Linked DNA regions of Pan troglodytes: region 1 is linked to region 2. Evidence: chromatin contacts called from public capture Hi-C data. All regions are on one chromosome and are shown on one strand. Each heading gives the region's core, a stretch centred on a gene start, on an enhancer-like site or on the middle of the called end of the contact. The rest is flanking DNA. Distances are from core to core; before and after follow the strand shown. Region 1 has its middle 49 kb from the start of DDX1. Region 2 has its middle 150 kb from the start of CYRIA.

Evidence for each region. Capture Hi-C pulls out chosen DNA fragments and counts their contacts.
Region 1: a contact with region 2 is called in a capture Hi-C map of stem cell-derived neural stem cells, with 8 times the contacts expected there. The contact joins two enhancer-like sites. A contact is called at or near these places in 3 of 7 Hi-C or Micro-C datasets (induced pluripotent stem cells and stem cell-derived neural progenitor cells) and 1 of 1 other capture datasets (stem cell-derived neural stem cells).

The regions. Positions count from the first base shown.
Region 1 is chr12:107,226,871-107,230,922 of NHGRI_mPanTro3-v2.0_pri, reverse strand. No RefSeq gene overlaps it. Among named protein-coding and RNA genes, the nearest start is that of DDX1, 49 kb to the left of the region's middle. Within about 2 kb of position 1,847, at least 6 of the 24 cell types and tissues checked have an H3K27ac peak or open chromatin away from gene starts, as enhancers often do. A contact at or near this core is called in stem cell-derived neural stem cells, where this site is marked.
Region 2 is chr12:106,365,769-106,370,073 of NHGRI_mPanTro3-v2.0_pri, reverse strand. No RefSeq gene overlaps it. Among named protein-coding and RNA genes, the nearest start is that of CYRIA, 150 kb to the right of the region's middle. Within about 2 kb of position 1,798, at least 11 of the 24 cell types and tissues checked have an H3K27ac peak or open chromatin away from gene starts, as enhancers often do. A contact at or near this core is called in stem cell-derived neural stem cells, where this site is marked.

The sequences.
Region 1 (4,052 bases), core at 598-3,097, 860 kb before region 2:
TATGAGGCAGGTCACTTCCCTCTTCTGTATCCTCAAAACCTTTTGTTCCTTCTTTTATTAGAGCGTTTATGTTCCGATATTTTATTTGACTGCTTAAATAATAAATAACAAATACATAATAAAATTTCCCTCAGTGTCTCTTTCTGGATAGAGTAGGGTGTTTAGGACAGGTCTGGTTTCAGTATCCTCAGTACCTGAGGCAGATCTGGCTGAGAAAAGGTGATTTGGTAAATGTTTGTTGAGTTGGAGGGAAGTTTAGATGGATGGACAGGTAAATTATCACGAGAAACTTTTGTGAAGGAATTTTAGACACCAGCTAGCATAATTAGGGTGAGAAGTTATGATTTGTCAGCTAGTTAATTTGTATTTTTTTGGGCAGGAGATATGCACATCCTGAAAATTGGGCCACAGAAGTAGACAGGTTCTAAGCCTTGTCTTTCTCTTTAAACAGGTTTTGTGTTTTTCAGGCTGAAGCAGTACTAGCTTAACCCAGGACAACTGGTTACTTTAGAAGGAAATCTCCTCACCACTGCTGTCCTACACTCTGTCAATTCTTTCTGAGACACAGCAGCAACATCCACAGGTGGCAGGCAGGCTGTGCCTCAGGGCTTTGCACTCCATCTCCTCTGCAAGTCAGGAATATTTATTTTACTTGAAGGAAACAGATTCAAAGAGGTGAGGTAACAATTGAACAATAATACTTGGAGACTTCAATACACTGCTTTCAATAATGGATAGAACAACCAAACGGAAGATCAATAAGAAAACAGAAGACGTGACCAACACTGTGGACTCACTAGACCTAAAAGACATCTGTAGAACATACCACCCAAGAGCAGCAGAATACACATCCTTCCCAAGTGTACATGGAACATTCTCCAGGATAGACCCTATGTGTAGAAGTCAATAACAGAAAGGACTTTGGGAAATTTACAAATATGTGAAAACCAACAGCATACTACTAAACAACCAATAAGTCAAAGAAGAAATCACAAGGGAAATTAGGAAATACTTTGAGATAAATGAAAAGGGAAACACAACATAGGAAATCTTATGGGAGTAGGTAAAGCAGTGCTTAGAGGGAAATGTATAGCTATGCATGACTATATTACAAAGGAAGAAAGATCCCAAATCAATAACCTAACCTTCCGCCTTAAAGCACTGGGGGAAAGAAAAAAGAACAAACTAAACCCAAAGCAAGCAGAAGGAAGGAAATAATAAAGATTAGAGCAAACATTAATGCAATAGAGAATAGAAAAACAGTTGAGAAAATCAACAGAACCAAAGGTTGGTATGTTGAGAAGATCAACAAAGCTGACAAACCTTTAGCTAGAAAGAGGTGAGGTAATTTTCCCAAGGTGACTCCAATAGCAAATGGCAGAGCCAAGATTCCAAAGCAGGACTGTCTAATGTCAAATCTGGGGTTGTAGCTTTGTCTCTCACCTGGACTAGGAGTGTGTCAAGGATCAGGAGCTTGTCTTACTCATGTGTGCATCCCCAGTGCTTTGCTCTGTGCCTGGCACACGTAGGGGCTCAGGAAATATTTGCTGAAGTAAAATGAAAAGTAAACCTCCTCCCCACCCTTAGCAACCATCTGTGTGAGATGATAAATTATGCTTCCAATGCAGATCAAGCTGAATTGCACTATTTCTGATGAGAAAAGCTGAAAACAGCAAACTGCTTGTCCTTAAAAATAAACCCTTCAGCTTCAGAGATTTGGCCCAGAAATGAACCGTGTTATAGCTCAAGCCCTGAGATTGAGTTTATTACCCTGGAGCCAGGGGTGATGGAGTTTGTGACTGGAGAGAGAAACTCGATCACCTTGACCTGGCCCCTGGATGCAGACTGCAGGCTGGTCTGCCCTTGTTCCCGGTCCCGGGCCCCGGAGGCTGAACACCACTCACGGGAGGGCTGGCTCAGCTCAGAGGGACAGCTGATCCCACAGAGCTCAAGACACTGAATCGTGTCCGCAGACCGATAGAACAAGGGTTCAGCGATGGTTTCCCAGCTGAGCCAGACCACATGGAGCCTAGCTTCCTGATATTTCGCAAGGGGTGGAATGTAAAGAATGTTGACTTTCATTAACCCAAGTGCATGTCGATATGTCCTGAAAGGCTGGGAGAAGGTGAGCCCAGGTAGATTCTAGAGCAGGATGCCACCACATGTTCAGGCTGGAGTGACATGGCCAGCTGTCCTGGGGGGCAGGGGAGGACAGAGACCCTTCACCAAATGCCGTCTCTTCTTGGCCTCACAATGGCTGCGTGAGGACAGCAGGGTGCAGGCTGCTTGCCCATTTTCCAGAAGGACAAGATGAGGCCCTTAGAAGTTGCCCTACTCACAGCCGGTAGAAAAATGAATCCAGTTTCTTGGACTCCAACGTCTTTCTGCCCGCCCCCCACCTCCCGACTCTCACCTCCTTGGAGGCTTACGGGGCTCTGTATAAGTTTCCCACAAAAAATCCGTGCTGCTGGGTGGAACGCGGGTGCTGTTCACATTCGTGTGTGGTTTTCCCTGGCTTATATGCAACAGCTTCTTTTTCTCTTTTCTTAATTTAAAGGTGACTCTTCTGGAAGTCCCCAAAGTGGAATTGACCCTAAATTGAAAAGAAGATCTTTCCAGGGCAAGAGCTTTGTTCTTGTGAATTTTCTGCCTCACCAACCATGGGGAATGTGAGCTTGGGGGGGGAAAGTCTGTTAAAGCTGGTCATTCATTTCAGGGGGCCAAGGAGCTATTCTGAAGGAGCAAAGTCTCCTCATGCTCTTGGCCTTTTGATCTACTCAGGCTCTGTGGCAGGAAGACAGGGAGGAATCCCTGATCACCCACAGCCCTCCCCGCTGCTGTTAAGGCAGTATGATGATGGGGGGTGGAGCTGGAGTTAAAAATAAAGAAATACAAGCTTGAATTCTACTTTAACATGAACAACCTCTAATTTTCATATCATAAAATGAGTAAAATAATATTTTTTCCCATAGAAAGTGATGAACTGGTACAAGTATTTTAACCAGTTGTAAAATGTCTCCTTCCCTGTATCTGTGTCTCCCGCTGTATGCCGCCACGATATCTGGCACGCATGCACTGTTCCAAATGTTGGGTTTAAAAATTTCATTTTATGATTAGAATAAAATAGAGAAATATTATCAGTGAATATTAATATAGCATTTAGTGACACAGCAGTTAGGATTAGGTTCAATTACATACAGCAATGCACTCAAAATATGGTGGCTCAAATACAAAGCATTTATTTTCTTTTTGATATAAAAAAGGTGTATTTGGGAGTTTTCAGATAAGGTATAAACAACAAAAAAAAAAAAGAAGAGAAGGTGTAGAGGCAGGCAGTGTGGAGCTAGGAGCTAGTAACGTCAGCCCTTCATCATCAGATATCCCAGCTCCTTCTGGCTTTCCGCTTTTCCATGCTTAGCTCATGACGTCCATCCTCAGAGATGCCGCATGATCTCACTTGCTGCTGGAGCACAAGCCATCATATCTGCATTAAGTACAGCAGAAAAGAGAAAAAAAGAGAAAGCCAAAAAGGAGCTCCCTTTCTGGTTGTCTCCCTTATAAAGAGTCTTCCCAGAAGTCTGATGCAACAACTTCTATATACAGCTCATTAGCTAGAACTTGGGGCCACATCTCCTCAAGAGAGGCTAGAATATGTAGGGTGTTTTTTTTGTTTTTTGTTTTTTTTAAGTCTGGGAAGATTGGAGTTCTGTGTCTAAGCCAGAATGGAAAGTTGGATGTTGAGGAGGCAACTAAATGTCTCTGCAGCATGCACATTATGTAAATATGTGATGATGGGGTCATGTGAATCTCATGTCCAGGCATGTGCATTTTTCTCACCAAATTTATTCATTCATTAGTCAGTTACTCTTCATGGAATCTGCTTGCAAAGCACTGGACTGGGTGCCATGCACACATAAATGAAGAAGTGAATACCAGGCCCCTTTCCCCCTAGTGCATGGGAGTAGATGGGAGAGAGGGTACCAGTAAGAGTCACAAGTGCAGTGATGGAATGAGCACAGAGGACCCAGAGCTCCTGGCTCAGCCTGGGGGTT
Region 2 (4,305 bases), core at 549-3,048:
TCAGTACAGAAACAAAATGCATTACCGAGAAGCTCACATGGCCTGAATTTGCTGAGATTGACAAGGGGGGTCAATCTCAGTGCAGTGTTCTGAGGCTGCCCAAACAATGTTCTGCAGCACTGGCTGGAATTCTAGGTGGCTTCCCAGTTTATATATTCAGTGAATTCTTAAGGGACAAGACTAGCAATAAAAATAATAATAGCAAATATTTATGTAGTGTCAACATGTGGCAGGCACTGTTCTAAGTACTTTACAAATATTAAACTAGTAATGTTACCCTCAGAATAACCCTCTGACATAGGTCACTGTGACAAAGGCTGCTGCCTGGTTTTTGTAGTCCATCGATGTCTTCTTCCTGGGCTCATAGCCAAGGCTCCATATCCCAGACTACCCCTGGGTTGAGGGAGGGTGTCATGAGACTTGGTGCTGGCCAATGGAATGGGAGTGGAAAGTACAGGTGCCTCCCTGAAGTCACAGGCCTTAAAGCTCCCACGAGCTCCCCTCCGTACTCCTCTCCCTCAGGGCCTCTTTAGAAATCAAGTGTTACAGCTGACAACAACTGCCAGCCTGAGTCCCCTGAATTATGGGAACAGAATCCTCTGCTCATCTGAAACTACCCTGGCCTATTTTATGAATAAGACATAAACTTCTTTTATGTTGAGATAATCATGCTTGAATTTTCTTGTAACTACCACCTCGCCCACTCGAGCCAAATTTTATACTATTACTGTTATCATTCTACAGATGAGCAAACTGAGGCACTGGTAACTTGCCCAAGGTCACACCTAGAACGTGATGCAGCTGGAATGTATGCAGGCTCTCCGGCCCCAGAGTACATGTCCTTCACCATTACACTATTTCCCCCTATGGGATGGAACAAAGTGGTCTTCCAGCCTGTCTGTAAGCACATAAGCTGTGGGAGTGGGCTGGAGGGGACACTGGCCTCCAGATGGCCTCATGCCCTTCATGCGTCTAGCTTGCATGGAGGGGTAACCCAATAGCTAAGGAGAAAAGGCTTCTCCCAGACCCTTCTACCAGGTAGTCACATGCGGTGGAAACAGGATCCATATTTCCTGATTCCCAAGCCTCTCTGCTGCATTACTTAGCAACTAAACATAATGTAGCAATACGTATTACTACAAATCTCCCTGAAATCCAGCATCATACCTTTTTTTAATCTCCATTTTTACAGATGGGGGAATTCAGCCTTGGGGAAGTGAATTAACCTGTCCAGTGTCTCTCAGTTAGCAAGTGAGGTAGAGCTAAGGTTCGCATCTAGTTTGGCTCAGAGCTTTCTTTTAACCGGCATCCAATCCTGTTTCACCTGAGAGGAGCAATGTGGAGTGAGAGCTGGGAATACCCACCCTGTAGACTCAGTCTCAGAACAAGGGTGAAAAGGGCTTTAAAATCACTCGCCCTCACTTGGCGGAATAACAATGCTCACAGCAGCCGTGTGGTTCTCAGGGCATTTCCCCAAGCTTTCTTTATCCTCCCTGGAGTTTCTCCTTTCACCAGCCGCTCTATCTGGGCACGGGCCTCTGAAGCTCCTGTCTGTCTGGCCGGTCCACTGGGCCCCCTTCAGAGGAAAGGCTGCTCTCATTCCTCAGGGATGTCCCAGAGCCTGGCGCCGCTGCTGGGCATGAGCAGGAGGGCGGGAACGGTTTGCTGAGTGAGGAAGTCAACAAGGCGGGGCGGGCATCATCATGCCCACTTTGCAGGTGGGGAGACTGACGCTCTGGGCGGTGGAGGGACCCCTCAGCTCGCCACAGCTGCTTCTTCCCCCAGGCGCTGGGCTTGTCCCTTGCAGCACAGAATCTCTGGGTCAGTAATCGTGCAAAGGGTGAAAGCCAGAGGAACCTGGGTTAGCAAGTGACACGAAGGGACTTTCCAGGATCCCCCCACCGCGAGGCCTGGCACGAAGGAGGGCTCACAGCCCGGCTCCCAGAGCCCTGCAAGTCGGGCGCGCTCAGCCCACCTGCTCCCTGCATTGGTGGTGGCGGGCGGGCGGGGTGGGTGGTGGCGGGCGGCCAGCACTCCCCGCGCCCCAGGCCCGCCCGCTCCCGCCCGGCCCGGCGGCTCCCTCGGCTGAGCAGCTAGGCTCTGCATTGCAGGGGCCCCACCGGGCCGCAGGGTAGCCTCGCCCCCGCCGCTCCTTCCTTTGTCCCTGCCCCGCCGCTGCGGCGTCTGCGGCTTCTGCGGCCGCCTGGGAGCGGGCATGGGCGGGCGGGGCCCGTGGCGGCGCTGCCCGGTGCACCAGCACCATCTAGGGGCGCTACGACAGCAGGAAGGGCGCTCCGCTGGCATCCGTGGGTCGCCGCCTGGCCCTGGGCAAATTTTCCCAAACTCCTGCCTCGGTTTCCCGGGTTACCGTGGAGGCGACAAGCCGGTCCACTCCTGTCAGGTGTCCTCACTGGTACAGTCGTAATCCCTTAATGAAGGGGATTGATCACCTCCACAGCCGCTAATAGGCAAGGAGGGAAACTGAGGCTCTGAGGGGTTAAGTAACTTGTCCCAGGGGATATAGTTCTGGGGACAGAACCAAGAATCAAAACCAGGTGCATTTGAGCTCCTAATCTGTGCGTGGAACCCCTTGGCTGTGCCGCCTGGAAGAGGGCAGTTTCTCCTGATATGCCACATGCAGTGGGACAGCTTGTCCTGCTCCTTGTCCTCTGCTAGCTACTTTCTGTATGATCAAGTCATGTGACCGCTTTGAAACTTAGCTGTGTCACTCACTTTACCTTAGGGATCATCCCAAGGCCTTCCTTCTTCCCGGCTCTCAGGGAGGCAGGTCTCAACCATGAAAAGGTTTCAGAGGATGTGAGCCACAGTGAGAATCAAGAGGGAAGGGCCTCTGAAGACAGAGCTAGCTCCATAAACCTGTCCAATTATCACCCTTACAAGCGCAGAGCTCCAGAACCCCCAGGCAGAGGCAAATTTCCCTTAGACCCTGGCTTTGAGGCTTGCAGCCCATGTTATTATCTCCATTTTACAGCTGAGAAAATTGAGGCACAAAGAGACTTGGGCACTTTCTCAGAGTTGCAGTCCTGGGTGAAATGTGCTCAGGGCTCCCTCTCCTGGGCTGGGGGGCTCCCTCAGGAGATCCCGGATGGTCTGAAGCACAAGGTTTACTGAGCCCCAGTGGAGGGTGCAGCCCTGAAGAAGAAAGTGGGAGGGTTTGGTCTGGAAAAGAGAAGACCTTGAGAAACTCAAAGGCTATCTCTAAATCGCAGGGGCCTAACACATGAATGAGTAGGCAGAAGTACAGGGAAAAGAAGGGATATATGGGGAGAGGGTAGAGTGGTTGGGTTTTAGCAAAAGGAGCAACAGAAACAGACTGATGAAGAAGCCCTGCTGCCACATGGCATGACAGATAACCTGCTCCCCAAAGCTACCCTGCGTCCATCGTCTTCTGAAGGCTGCCCGGCTGCTCCTGGCATCCCTGGCATCCCTGGCCTCCTTGTGTGCCTTCCTCTCAAAGATATCCTGATAGTCAATCTGTGGCTGCCAAGACCTGTGGGAATATTTTTGCATCCCTGCCTTGCAAAGCCAGATAATTTTGATGAGCCGTGTAACTCAGGCTTCCTTGGGAAATGCTGGGCCAGTCATGAGTACACCTTTCTGTGACTCTCATCAGCTCTGAATAATCCCCATCACTTCAGGTAAACAAAGGAAGTTCATCTCTTACAACCCAACAGTAATTAATAGAGTCCGCATCCATTTGCTCATCCTAGAACAACTTCCTAGGGATTAGACGTGTTCCTCAGGCACTATAAGCCTCTTGAGATCTCAGATAGTTCTGTCCACTGTCTGTGTTGCAAACCCTACTCCTACCCCAACATACTCCTATCTCAACAAAGAGAGAGTTTCCTAGAAACACTTTTGAAGTGACAGCAGTGTTTCCATGGGGCATCAAGCCTTCCTTCCATCTATGTCACTTCAGGAGCTTAAGGCCACAAACATTGGCTGATGACATACTATGTGCCAGGTATTCTGCCAGACCCAGATGATACACTGACAAATTGTCTCAACACACCTGTATAGGCAGATTACATGAATCCTATTATGCATGGGACTGGTAGGGACTATTTCACCAGCTTGGGAATATATGAAAAGCTGTCTAATTTTTCCAGTTAATCATCCAAAGTCCATTCGCCCACTTAGCGGGAAGTTTTTTCTTTCTCAAAATCAACCCCTGTCCCACCTCCAGTTGTCCAACAACCTCTCAAAAACCTTTAGGTCTTGCTCAGGACAAAGGGATTATTAGTTCTGCTTCCAAATGCCAGATGAAAGAGAGAGCTGGAGTCT